3 separate regions of the Sus scrofa genome follow, and all the other regions are linked to region 1. The links are chromatin contacts, called in public HiChIP or PLAC-seq maps. All regions are on one chromosome and are shown on one strand. The core of a region is the stretch at or near the end of the contact, and the rest is flanking DNA. Distances in the headings are between cores, read along the strand shown. Region 1 has its middle 28 kb from the start of PRELP. Region 2 has its middle 13 kb from the start of BTG2. Region 3 overlaps ATP2B4 (plasma membrane calcium-transporting ATPase 4).

Region 1 (4,611 bases), core at 404-2,903:
ATTTTTGCAGCCATGACTTCCTTGTCTATATTTGCCAAATGTAGGAATAGCATCATCATTTTCAACAATGAAATTATCAACCTTTCCCCAAAAATTGCCGTCTATAGCTTAAAAATAGATTTTCCACCTCCCCTCTTTTCATGCACTAGTCTAGCTCTTTCACAGCTTTATATATTTATGCATCTCTCTGCATTCTCTCTAGGAAATGTTGGAGTCTAAGAGATAAGACTCTGCTCTGGAGCCAGCTGGACCTGGGTTTAAATCCCAACTTGCAGGGTTCCTATTGTAGCTCAGCAGTAATGAAACCAACTAGTATCCATGAGGACATAGGTTCAATCCCTGGCCTTGCTCAGTGGGTTAAGGATCCAGCATTGCCATGAGCTGTAGTGTAGGTCAAATACACTGCTTGGATCCCATGTTGCTGGGGCTATGGTGTAGGCTGGCGGCTGCACCTCCAATCCGACGCCTAGCCTGGGAACTTCCACATGCTGTGGATGTAGCCTTAAAAAGACTAAATAAATAAATAAATCCCAACTTGTGTCTTAACTTCTGTATGCCTTGGCTTTCTTTTCTGAAGAATGGAGAAAATGAATTAGTGTCCCTACCTCTTAGGGCTGTTTGAGGAATTCAGTAAGAGAGACCACATCAAGGCCCTGTCATATAGCAAGTGCTTCAGCTAATGTTATTTAAATTCTAATTGCTCAGTTAGCTCTGAGTAAGTCATTACACAACTAACTTCCTCCCTGGTTCTTTATCTAGAAGACAAGAATCTGGGGAGATGGGGAGATAGGCGTAAATGGCCTTGACCCAAGCTATTTCTGTTCTCCATTCCCACTGTGAGTAAGGTCAGAGGGGGTGGGCTAATGAGTTCAGATATATTCCTAAATTTGACAAGAGTTCCTAGAACTGGGGATGGGCTATCATCTTCTCTGTTCTGTTCATGTCTTTGCTCACCTAGATAGGCTTTCCAGTCTCAGTCTCCTATTTCACAGGGTAAGAGAAAATTCTTCAAGGCAAGGCTTAGAGAGAGCTGACTTTGGAGAACTGAGCACCATTTAGAGAATTGGGAGAATAAAAATATATGCTTGTGCAGAGTTCCCTGGTGGCTCAGCAAGTTAAGGATCGAACCTGCTGGGGTACAGTTTCAATCCCTGGCCTGAGAAGTTCTGCATGCATGGGTGCAGGAAAAAATTATATATATATATAGTATATATATAGACACACACATACACACATACATATATGTTTGTGTGTGTGTCCATGTCTGTGGGTATATTTGAAAATGGAAGACACTTGAAAAAATGCAGAGCTGAACCAGGGCATTAACTGAGTGAGTCAGACCATCTGACCTGACTTCCGACACCCAACGGATCGATAAATCCCTAGTTTCCCTTGGGGACATGAGCCAGTATTTTTTGGTCCAGATGATAATGGAAATGCTCCCAGATATTTAGTGTAACTCCCTCTTCCTCAGCGAGAACATTTTCTTAGTCCATGGTTGCAGCTCATCCCAGTGGGAAGCAGCTGAAGGCAGGAAGTTCCATGGCTCCATCTCAAAAATTGTTGGGGGAGGGATGGGTACAGGCAGGGCCGGGAGGCCCTTCAGAGGAGCAAGTGAGTCGGCTGTTCCAGACATCAAGGCTGCTGGGCATTAGGTACATAAAGGTCAACGGAGCCAGTGTCTGGAGCCTCCTCCGGGCTCCCCTTAGCAGCAGGCACCAAAACACACTGTGTTCATGACCCATTACGCCAACTGAGGTGGCGACAGCTATGAAATTGCAAAACATTTTCCGTCCTCATCCCCTGTTCTGGTAACTTCCCTCTTCATTGCTAATACTTCTAGTTTTTCCATATTTGCCTGGGATGAATGAATGACTAGATTCAGAGGTTTTGTTTGGGTTTTGGGGTTGGTTTTTTTTTTTTTTTTTTTCAGTGAAATGTTTGGAAAATTACTGCTAACACGACAATGATCCTCTTTCTCTGTGTTTTTTTTCTTTTTTAAGAGAGTGGGGTTGGAATAATTTTTTCTTCTCCTTCTAAAAACTACCTAAAGATCATTTAGATTTGTAACACAGTGACCACCTCTCTTGCATTTTCTCAGAAAGCCCCAGTTTTTAAAACACAATTTGTGAAATCTGTACATAAATATGATTTAAACTTTATGAATCGTTCTTCACAAACTCATGTGTATGAGAAGGGTGACTAATTTTCTTTCACTTCTATTTTGACTTTTGATTTAGTTGGGCTGGCAAGAACCAACCCCCTCCCCAGGGTGGTGTCTAACAGGCCTTGATTTGATTTTCAGCGTGGCCTATTTACAGAAGCCTCCTCTGAGACCTGCCTGGATTTGATCCTCAACGTGGCTTTTGCAGAAGAAGCCTCCTCCGAGACCTCAGCCACCCATTCTGGTCTTGGTGGGCGAGACTCTCAGATAGTGAGTAGATATTTGGCCCATGGTCCTTTCAGGCTGATGGCTCTCTCTGATATTCTCTGCCCCTGTGCGAGGATTCTGGAGCTCTAACCATGTCCTGGAACAAGCAGGACCTTCTGTAAGGCCTTTACCTGCCTAGGGGGTCCAGGCAGCATTTCTCTACATGCTTGTTGCTGCCTGGAGCTTCTCTAGTCGATAAGGGCCAGACCACCTGCTTGTGGATCCCTCTCACCTACCTCCTTGGCACTTTCTTCTCTCTGGGGCTCAGCCTGGTCACTGAGTGAAGAAACAGATGCAGGAATGGCTTTTCCAAAACTCCTCAATATCCCCCTCTTCCAACCCTGGGGAAATTTTAGTGCCAAAAGTCAGTATATGGAAATCCCTAGAATGGTACCTGGCACCCAGTGGGCACCATGTCAGTGCTGGTTCATTCTACTGTACATTGGCATTTTTCTAAATGTCACAGGGATTGAAGAGGTGACTGAATTTTAGGAGATAGCCCTCTGGGTCAAGGATGCAGCTGGGATCTGGCATTGCTGTGCTGTGGCTGTGGTGTAGGCTGGCACGACGGGAACTCCCAGAAACGTTATTCTTTAAAGGAAAACTCTTGGAGTTCCTGTTGTGGCTCAGGGGTAATGAATCAGACTAGTATCCATGAGGATGCAGGTTTGATCCCTGGCCCTGTTCAGTGGGTTAAGGATCCAGTGTTGCCCAGAACTGTGGTGTAAGTCACAGACATGCCTGGGATCCCTCATGGCCATGGCTGTGGTTTAGGCTGGCAGCTGTAGCTCTGATTAGACCCCTAGCCTGGGAACTTCCATATGCTGTGGGTGTGGCCCTGAAAATATAGATAGATAGACAGATAGATAGATACCCTTTGTTAAATAAATAAACAAATAAATAAATAGAGACCCTTTGTTAAACCTGCAGCTAAATTTGTTTTAAATGGCATCCTTTGTCAGAGCTTCTCATACAAATACATTAAAGAGCACCACTGGGAGATGGTGGGAGGACCCTGAGGCTGCCTCGTGTTCCTCTGCTGGTGAGATGCCTCAAGGCAAAACTTGAGCAGCAGGGCTGGTGTCTGACAGTGCCCTTGTGCCTGTGAGTGCCTTTGTGCCAACTGGGACTGGATCAGAATAAGGCATTGCTCAGAAACCCTCCCAGAGAAAGAGGGAGTGTCCCTGATCACTTCCACCTCCTGAAGGACAGCATATGCACGTGTCCTCCGGCTCCACAGGCAGGGCAGCTGGCCCTCATCCAGAGACTTGTGGGATCCTGTCTGCTCCAGGGACTCTTTCCTAAATGATCTCCCAATCTGATCATGCCTGAACTTGGAGTAGTGACAAGTACAGCTCTCAGCCCCATTCATTTTGTTCTCTTGTCCCTTCCTCCCAAAGACAGCATCCCCTACTAACATTTCCTAGTACATAAATAGTTTAAAATCAGGATTTGCTTTACCTAGCAGGTGTTCTTTAAAAAGTCACGTGTATAAGTAATTCCAAAGCCCCTCTGTTCTTCTCCCCCACACACCACATCTGGTCATCCCAGCTATTCCCATGACTCCAGCTGCCACCAGTGTGCAGATGATGCGGTCTCTGTGTCCAGCCTACACTTCTTACTAAAAACCCCATACCTGGAGTTCCCATCATGGCACGGGGAAACGAATCCGACTAGGAACCATGAGGATACCGGTTCAATCCCTGGCCTCGCTCAGTGAGTTAAGGACCTGGCATTGCCACGAGCTGTGGTGTAGATCGCAGATGCGGCTCGGATCTAGCATTGCTGTGGCTGTGGTGTAGACTGGCAGTTGTAGCTCCGACTAGACCCCTAGCCTGGGAACCCCCATATGCCACAGGTGTGGCCCCGAAAAGACAAAAGACAAAAAATAAAAATAATAAAAAACCCCTACCTATGCACCCATCTGCCTGCTAGATTTTCACTTGAAGGTCACATTGAAAAATCTCAAATTCAAGTTGTCCAAAAATGAACTCCTTAATTTCTTCCATAAACCTGAGGCTCCTTTATATTCCATATTCTAGAGTGTCACACAGTCAGTAGTGGTTTTCAGTCCATGCATGTCGGTGGGGTACATCTATGAACCTCTTGAAATTTTATGCAAAATTTTGTATGCATGTGTTTTCTTTTTGCAGAAAGAGACAGTAGGTTTTTCAGATCCT
Region 2 (4,243 bases), core at 366-2,865, 140 kb before region 1:
GCTCTTGGTTTTACTGATTTTTTTCTATTGTTTTTTGAATTTCTATTATACTGATTTTCTCTGATATTTACCCTTCTGCTGACTCTAGGTTTTGTTTGTTCTTCTTTTTCTAATTCTTTTAGATGGTTGGTTAAGTTGTCAATTGGAGATTTTTCTTCTTTTTTGAGGAAAGCCTGTATTGCCAAGACCACACTCTTAGCCACAGTCAGCCCTGCCCAGGTGGGACACCCCGTGCTTTTATTCCTCAATACTTTTATCATCGTCCCGTCCTAGAACACTGGCCCCTGAAGAAGAAAGGCCTCTGTTCTGCATTCTTTTAAATTCCCAGGTTTAAAACCACTTTTACTCCCCACCACTCCCAACCCCCAGCCTAGCTAGGCCTCAGGGGCAAGACAAGGTTCACAGCCAAGGCAAAGTGGCCAGGTCCTAAGCAGATTCCCTGACAAGGGAGAGCCACTATCTGCCCCCCAGACCTGGGATTCCCACTCTTTGACTGGGCCCGGAGCTTGGGGTAGAGTGAGGTTTTCACCCAGGCAGTTCTCCACCAGGGGAAGTAAAGAGAGGAAGTGGGTCTAAAGTAGGGCAGGGAGAGTGGGTGGATGAGAACAGTGGGTGGGAAGGGACAGTTTGGGAGGCCCTGGGGACTTTCCCCTATGCTCCTCCCCCACACAGGGCAGCCAAGCTCCCAACACCCTCCCATCCATCCATGTCCTGTTGCCCTCACACCCTCTGCAAAGTACCCCTTCTTCCTGCGTCTTAGACCTTTTAGTACTCATTTCTCCCCTCGCCCATCCCTACCTCTCAACTCCAGGTGAGAGGAGGCAGGCTATGCACACCTGATCAAGCTGGACTCAGAAATGAGACACCCCCCTCCACCCCCCACACCCATTGGAGGCTCCCATTCATTGGAGGCTCCATGAAGAAGCCTGGTTGAAATGACAGTCCTGGGCTTCTCTGGGGATTTCTTCATTTTCTGTTTCCTGGCCTCTGCCTGGCACTAGACCCCTGACCCTCCTCTTTTAGGCTTCTTCCCCTTCAGCGCCTCGGGGCCCACCTCTTTCTGTTTGACTTGGCTAGGGAAGTGGTGGGAGACGGCTCGGTAAAAACAGAAGCCAGTCCCTTACAGCAGCGCCTCTAGTTAGACTTTCTGTGGCTCTCTGGAAGCACAAGTGCCAAGAGTCTTGTTTGTTTGTTTAACAAAGAAACGTGGAGAGATGTGATTGTTCTCAAACATCCACCAGCCAAGTTCCTCCTCTGTCTCCAACGTAAAAATACACACCATGGCTGTAACGTGAAATGCACATCCTTGACACCCGTGAGATAAAACAGCCAGCAAACACACTTGAACGTCCAAAGATAAGATCGCCCAGAATAGATACCTGCGCCCACACGGGGACAGAAAGCGATCACGCACGCGACCCCCAGTGTTGCACCCGCGTTTACACAAAGAGCGTAAAGGCGAGACAGGGGTGGCCGTCTGGGAAGGGGTTAAGCCGCGGCGGCCCCCGCCCGCCCCCTCTTCCCTCTTCCTTCCCCCACCCGCCCCCCCTTCTCTCCGCCCTCCCTTGCGTCACTTGTTTTCGTGTCACAGGGCCACCCCCTCCCCGCCTGCAGCTGACGTGGCCCTCGGCGCGTCAATACCTACGGGAAGCGATGCCCTTATATGGGCACAGACTCCGGATGGGTCCGCTGGGGCGGGAGGCAGGGCCGCCGACAGCTGCCCGACGTCCTTGGCTGGGCTCTCATCCCACAAATGATTCCCCGGCCCGGCCCGGGCAAAGGTGAGCCAGTTTGGAAAGAAGATGTGGCTTCACCTAAGAGCTGGAGAGCCCAGGTGGGCGGCCCTTCCCAGAGATTATCTCCCTGCATCCTCCCTCTTTGTATCTCTTGAAATGATCAGAGCGAGAGGGAAATGCAGGTGTCTCTTGGCCTTTAATAGATGCACTCAGATGGTCCCTTAATGTTCAGGATCCCTAAAGTCCAAGGCCAGAAGACTGTGATGCCAAGGCCAGTGTGGGTAATAGGAAGGACAGCCTTGCCTCCCCTGGGTGACCTTACAGAAGACTCATAGTTGCTTCCAGCCTGTTTCCTTACCTGTGAAGTCGAGATTTTTACCTTATGGAGTGGCTGTAAGGATCAGATGGGCATTCTACTTGTTGGTGTAAAAAGAGCTTTGTAAGCTGTGCAAAAGTATGGTGGTCGCTTGTCCCCTGGAGAAGCCTGTTCAGGCGCCCCTTCTGGGAAGGGAGCAGCGATATCCAGATGCTAACTTGGCTTCCAGAACCTGCCTGTCTGTGATCTCACTCAGCCACTCTGGGAATGCCCTTTGACCCTGTGGAAAAGCTTAAGCTTTGTAAACAAAGTCATCTGGTGTCTGCCCGCTGCTCTCCCACACTGTGATGGGCTGTTTTGAGGCCCTGCAGTGAGCAAGTGGGCAGCATGCTTGAGATGACCTTTCCAGGTAAACCAGGGAGGGAAACCAGAACTGCCAAAGTCAGTGGGTGTGCAGTCTTGTGAATGCCTTGTACAGTTCTAGACTGTCTTCTGCCCCTGCTAGTAACACCTCCAAACCCAGCTCAGAACTCCCAGCCCCAACAAGCTATTTCCTGCAGGACACCAGCTGACTGCTGGTGCCTCCATTCTAACCCCCTTCATTAGTTTGAGACTGTGTTTTTCCACAGTCATCTGCCCACATTTCTCTGTTTGCTGGCGCTTTGCGTGTGTGTCCCCTGTGGGTGTCCCTCCTCCTCCCCGAAGTTGGAGTTTCCTGAGGGCAGGAACCCTTTCTCCCAAACTCGATGAAGAAGCCCCATTCACCACCCCAGAGGTTGGGCACCAAGTCTTCCTCCTTTGATCACTTTAAGACAAGGAGGACAAAAGGTGTTCAGACCCTGGGGTGAAGTGATTGATTTATGACCCACATATAAATGGCAGTGAGGCCTGGGAGGGTCAGACAAGGCACACCTCCTCAGTACTCACCTCCCTCTCTTTCCCCACTCCCTGGCTCAGCAAGTCCCCATGGAACCCCCTCCCTGCCAAGGAGAACCGTGCTGAGTCGATGAGAAGTGGATTGCACAGTGGGCAGGCAGGTACCTTCCTTTTGGAGGTGGTTGTCCTCATTAGAGGTAATGACGGTAACACCCAAGGCCATGCTCCCAAAGGTGAACTGTGTCAGCGGAGGTCTGCTTAGGGGCTGGCTAAGATTGGTTCAAAGCTTCGTTCTCAGATCTGCTGGAAACCCTATGCCCCTCCTCAGAATATTCGAGATTCTGAGGAGGGATGGTTCTGGCTTTGAGCTCCTCTTTTTCTTAAGTCAGATCAGTTTAGGAATCTACTTGCTGATCCATGAACGCACTTGCTATGTGAGCTGTGAATTTTAGCTCTTTTTCTTACAGATTCATCCTGTTTTCTTTTGAAGAACAATTCAGCTCTTTCTGACCCCTACCTGTGCCACTCTACAACTTCAGTGAGATGGGCCCAAAGCTTCTGTGTGTTTAAGTTCTTAGGCAGAGTCCGTCCTCCTAAGCCAAGCCAGATTGGAGGTGGGTGGTTGGTGATCTTCCTAGACTTACACACGCTTTTTATATTTATTTATTTATTTATTTATTTATTTATTGTCTTTTTAGGGCTGCACCCATGGCATATGGAAGTTCCCAGGCTAGGGGTCAAATTGGAGCTGCAGCTGCTGGCCTACACCACAGCCACGGCAACACCAGACCCAAGCTACATCTGCGATCAACACCATAGCTCATGGCAACACTGGATCTTTAACCCACTGAATGAGGCCAGGGTTTGAACCTGAATCCTCATGGATACTAGTCAGGTTCATTACCACTGTGCCACCATGGGAACTCAACACACGCTTTTTAAATAAGGATGCTTACTTACGGTAGATTCTTCAAAATCCTGGGGAGCAGGAAGTTGTTCTTTTTCTAGGAGCTTACCCATTCCTACTACAGTCATCATCCATTCTGCTCAAATCTGGGGGCTCTACTTTCTCAAATCCCTCTGAAACCTATTTCAAAATATTCCACTCCCCTCAGGAGCTTTCACCTGGGACCCACCTTGCTTCCGCACATCTCTAATGCTAGAGAAATCAGCTGACAACACTGGCAGCCACCTGACTCTTTGACTCAATAGGACTCAACCCCTGGCCTCAAGGGAGTTTCCTGGGCCAAGGGGAAGGGAAAGACGCCCTGAGCCGAGGATAGAAGGAAACATGGAAAGGATGTTGATTGTTATT
Region 3 (4,164 bases), core at 1,326-3,825, 250 kb after region 1:
AAAAAAAAAAGACCAACAGTTCTCCCATCTTCTTTCTCATATAGGGACCCATGTCATGGAAGGTTCTGGCCGAATGGTAGTGACTGCTGTGGGTATCAACTCTCAGACTGGAATCATCTTTACCCTCTTGGGGGCCAGTGAAGGGGAAGAAGGGGAGAAGAAGAAGAAAGGTAAAGGGGCTTTCGGGATGAGCATCCCTTTCCTCGCTCCCATCCGCATGGACAAACTAGGGAAGGGAGCAGATGTGGTTGGAGAGGACCTGGGTGGAAGAATCCGCTGGATGACGAGGGCTTGTATCCAAACCCCTTGCCAAGATAAGCTGTGCTCCCCACAGTGCGCTCCTAAAAATCAGATCCTGGCTCTAGGCTCCCAAACCAGGTTGCCTTTGAGCCTCGATTCCTGCATCTGTTGGTGGATTGTAAAGGAATGAGGTGGAGGGCCTGCCCCAAATGAGCTGGTGAGGGGTTCTGGCCCCAGACCCCCTCTGTGGAGTCCTCCGACCCTTCCCCCTTTCTTCCTCAGACATGGAGGATTATAAGCACCATCGAGGCTAAGGGAAAACTATCCGGGAGAAGAAACTGCTGAAACTACAGGCTGTTGGTGGAAGGGAGACGTGGCCAGGAGAGTGGGAATAGAGAGGGAATGTCCATCCAGGAGTTAGCTTTGTCTTTACCGTTCACTTGTTCCTGAAAGAAAAACAGAAGGCAAAAAAGATGCTAAAGCAAATCTACCCCTTTCCCTAAGCATTCCTCTTCCCTTGGCTCGTGGTCCATCTTGGGCAGTTGAGTGGAGGACAGTTAAGGAAAAGGAAACGAAACACATCTGCTCAGGAACTAGACTATTTCTGCAGCTGCTTGCAAGGGAGTCGGGAGGAGGCTTGCCTGGTGCTGGCGAAATGACATGGAGGCACCTTTCAGGGCCTTTGCCATCAGCCAGAAAAAGTCCAAACCTCTCACTTCCTAACCCCCACTGCCGTTCTCCAAGTGATGTGACGCAGGCCAGGAGAAAAGTGATATGACTCAGGCCAGCCGTGCTCCAGGAGAAGGCAGCTCGGAAGTGGGTGTGCGTGCTTGTGGATGAGTGGTCTGGTCCAGATCTCGAGGAGGAGCCCCTTATAGATGTAAACGGAGATGCCAGCTTCCACTGCAGTCCCTGCCCTGCAACTCAGCCCCTTTGCTGTCGCCCGTTTGGGCTCTGAGCAGGACCAGTCAGATTAAGAGATCTGACTGTCTGATCTCTTAATAGTCACTTTGGGTCTCCACCCCACTTTTTTCTTTCTTGTTCAAACAGGTAAAAAACAAGGAGCCCCTGAAAATCGCAACAAAGGTAACCTCTCCACCCACTCATTTACCATTTCTACCTGCCACACTCAAACCAGACCTTTCCAGGCCATCTGCCTTCTCCCTTTTCCTCTCCATAAATCTGTTATCTGCTGCTGTGGCCGGGATCCCTTATCCCGAGGAAGGTGCAGAGATTTGGGGATGGTCGCAAGCTCCCAAACCCAATCGAAGCTGGGACAACAGCACCCTCTGCTGTTGGCTCAAGGAACCTCATGTCAAAGTTTCTCTTGGGGGAGCAAATCTGCTCTTCCCAGGGTACTGAGCTCTTTGCCTCATTGCCCCATACCGGATTTAAACACCACAAGGCATCAATTTCTGGGTTGGAAGGCTTCAGGGTGCATATGGTGGAGGGAGTTGGGATGGGCAGTCCCTGCACCCTCCTCTTGCCAGCTTCCTCATCGGTGTCCTCTTCCGGTCTGGATTCCTTCTCTGCTCGTCTTCTCCAGGGTGGACAGAGCCCTTTCTACGTAACCTCTTTCCCCACCTCTTTCCTTGTTCTCTCCACAGTCTGTTTTCTTCCTCCTAATCTGATGTGTGTTTCTTTTTTGGTGGCCGTGTTTACATCCTGTCTCTGTCTTGTTTGTGAGTGTGACAACAGAGACAATAATATCTCAGGAAGGGCATCTAACCAAAGGGGTCAAGCTCTGCAGGGGTGAAGTTGGAGGGCTGTTGGAAACCAACAAGAACCACTCTCTTGAGACAGCGCCTAGAGATTTTTTTCCTTTTGTAACCCACGTCATGGTAGTCTTCAGAATAAAGTCATCACTTCGGCGAACCCAGGGCTCCACAGAAATAATTCTTTAATTTTAGATTCCTTGAACTCTTCTTTTTAAAGCAAAATGGATTTATGTCTGTCTTTATTCCTGCTTTCTCTTATTCCAGGGAGTCCCTCACACCAGCTTCTTCCCTTTCCCCCAGGTCCCACTCTGTATCCCCCTGCCTTCGTCAGACAGGGGAGATTTCCTTCCCCTGTCGTTCAGTTAACACAAGGGGGAGCTGGGAGATAGCCTGTGTTCTGTGTTTCTTCCATGACAGTCTAGAGAGAGAGAGATGCACCTTTTAAAGAGCTGACTAGGACCCCGATGCTCTGGAAACATCTACAGCGTCCCCCTTCAGCCCCTTTCTGAAGTAAAGACTCATTATTTTAAGCACTGAATTCCAGGAAGGATGGTTGTTGGTAACAGCACTTAGTGGCATGACTAATCCTCTTGCTGGAACAACGAACCTGGCCTGGGGCTCTGACGTAGTGCCAAGAAGCTGCCACTGAAGAGGAAATCCATGCCCCAAAAGTATCCATTTCACCTCTAGTTGTTCAGATATCATTCCCAAGGCCCTTATAGATGGTCGAAAGGCAAGTTCCCTGTCTGGCATGGAGTGAGGGTGGTCAGACCTGAAGTCAAGGCTCCAAGGTATATTCCAGGAATAAGACGGAGGGTTTGTTAGTTTCCACCTACCTGCTACGCAGTGCTACTACCTGGCCTACTCACCTGTTCTGTTTGTGTGTACACCCTAGCAAAGACTCAGGATGGAGTGGCCTTGGAAATTCAGCCACTCAACAGCCAGGAGGGAATCGACAATGAGGAAAAGGAGAAAAAGGCTGCCAAGCTGCCCAAAAAGGAGAAGTCGGTGCTGCAAGGCAAGCTGACGCGCTTGGCTGTTCAGATTGGGAAAGCTGGTAAGTAGGGTGGAGCCCTCTCGATGCTGTTCATCGGTGCTATTTCGGATCCTTGCTGCTTTGATTGTCTTCTTTCTACACCAACCAGGTCTAGGAGAAAGAAGCTGAAAATTGCCAGTGGCTAGTGCAATCTGGGTAGCTAAGTCCCTCCCTGTGACCATGTGGCCGTTCCCTTGGCGTTTGAAGAAAGAGATATTTTCCTATGTGTGAGGGTTAAAGGCCCAAACAAATGGGAAGTAAAGAACTGATAGTCCACAGGGGAGATTTATATCGGCAAGAAGGAAGTCTTTGGAGTTCCCGTCGTGGCTCAGTGGTTAACAAATCCAACTAGGAGGTTGCGGGTTCCATCCCTGGCCTTGCTCAGTGGGTTAAGGATCTGGTGTTGCCGTGAGCTGTGGTGTAGGTTGCAGACGTGGCTTGGATCCCATGTTGCTGTGGCTGTGGCTGTGGCTGGTGGCTGCAGCTCCTATTAGACCCCTAGCCTGGGAACCTCCATATGCCGCAGGAGCAGCCCTAGAAAAGGCAAAAAGACAGGGAAAAAAAAAAAGGAAGTCTTTAATAACTGCTCACCTGTTTCCTGTCTTGCCTCGTAAATTCCTGAAGGTTAGAGAAGGCTGCTGTTGGCTGAGGGCAATTCCCTAGCAAAGTAAGTAGTAGCATCTGGCCAGGCCCAGAGCAGTCAGTTCAAAATAAGGACTAGTGGGAAAAGGAAGGCAGTTGTTAAAGAAGCTCTTTTCAGAGCAGAGGTCACACAGGCACCCCTATGTATTGTCACAGGCAGTGGCTTCTCCATCGCTCTCTTCTGCACTCTCCTCCTCTCTCTCCCTTCTTTCCTTTTTTTTTCCCTCCTTTTTAGGGCTGCACTTGTGACATATGGAAGCTCCTAGAGCAAGGGGTCAAATCGGAGCTCCAGCCTGTGCCACAGCCACAGGAATGCCATATCTAAGCCAAATCTGCAACCTATAGCACAGCTTGTAGCAGGGCCAGATCCTTAACCCACTGAGCAAGGCCAGGGATTGCATCTGCCTCCTCATGGATACTAGTCAGATTCTTTTTTTTTTTTTTTGCTTTTTAAGGCCACACCTACAGCATATGGAGGTTCCCAGGCTAGGGGTCCAATCAGGGCTACAGCTGCTGGCCTACACTACA

Evidence for each region. HiChIP or PLAC-seq counts read pairs in DNA pulled down with a chosen protein or histone mark.
Region 2: a contact with region 1 is called in an H3K27ac HiChIP or PLAC-seq map of alveolar macrophages. The contact joins two enhancer-like sites. A contact is called at or near these places in 2 of 47 Hi-C or Micro-C datasets (embryonic fibroblasts and liver) and 1 of 2 datasets of contacts at active chromatin or transcription factors (alveolar macrophages).
Region 3: a contact with region 1 is called in an H3K27ac HiChIP or PLAC-seq map of alveolar macrophages. The contact joins two enhancer-like sites. A contact is called at or near these places in 2 of 47 Hi-C or Micro-C datasets (both in embryonic fibroblasts) and 1 of 2 datasets of contacts at active chromatin or transcription factors (alveolar macrophages).

The regions. Positions count from the first base shown.
Region 1 is chr9:64,160,373-64,164,983 of Sscrofa11.1, forward strand. No RefSeq gene overlaps it. Among named protein-coding and RNA genes, the nearest start is that of PRELP, 28 kb to the right of the region's middle. Within about 2 kb of position 1,654, at least 14 of the 83 cell types and tissues checked have an H3K27ac peak or open chromatin away from gene starts, as enhancers often do. A contact at or near this core is called in alveolar macrophages, embryonic fibroblasts and liver, where this site is marked.
Region 2 is chr9:64,019,191-64,023,433 of Sscrofa11.1, forward strand. No RefSeq gene overlaps it. Among named protein-coding and RNA genes, the nearest start is that of BTG2, 13 kb to the right of the region's middle. Within about 2 kb of position 1,616, at least 77 of the 83 cell types and tissues checked have an H3K27ac peak or open chromatin away from gene starts, as enhancers often do. A contact at or near this core is called in alveolar macrophages, embryonic fibroblasts and liver, where this site is marked.
Region 3 is chr9:64,404,711-64,408,874 of Sscrofa11.1, forward strand. It overlaps ATP2B4 (plasma membrane calcium-transporting ATPase 4), which reads left to right. Exons shown (of 21, transcript XM_021063194.1): 6 at 45-170; 7 at 1,291-1,326; 8 at 2,854-3,015. Among named protein-coding and RNA genes, the nearest start is that of LAX1, 54 kb to the right of the region's middle. Within about 2 kb of position 2,576, at least 12 of the 83 cell types and tissues checked have an H3K27ac peak or open chromatin away from gene starts, as enhancers often do. A contact at or near this core is called in alveolar macrophages, where this site is marked.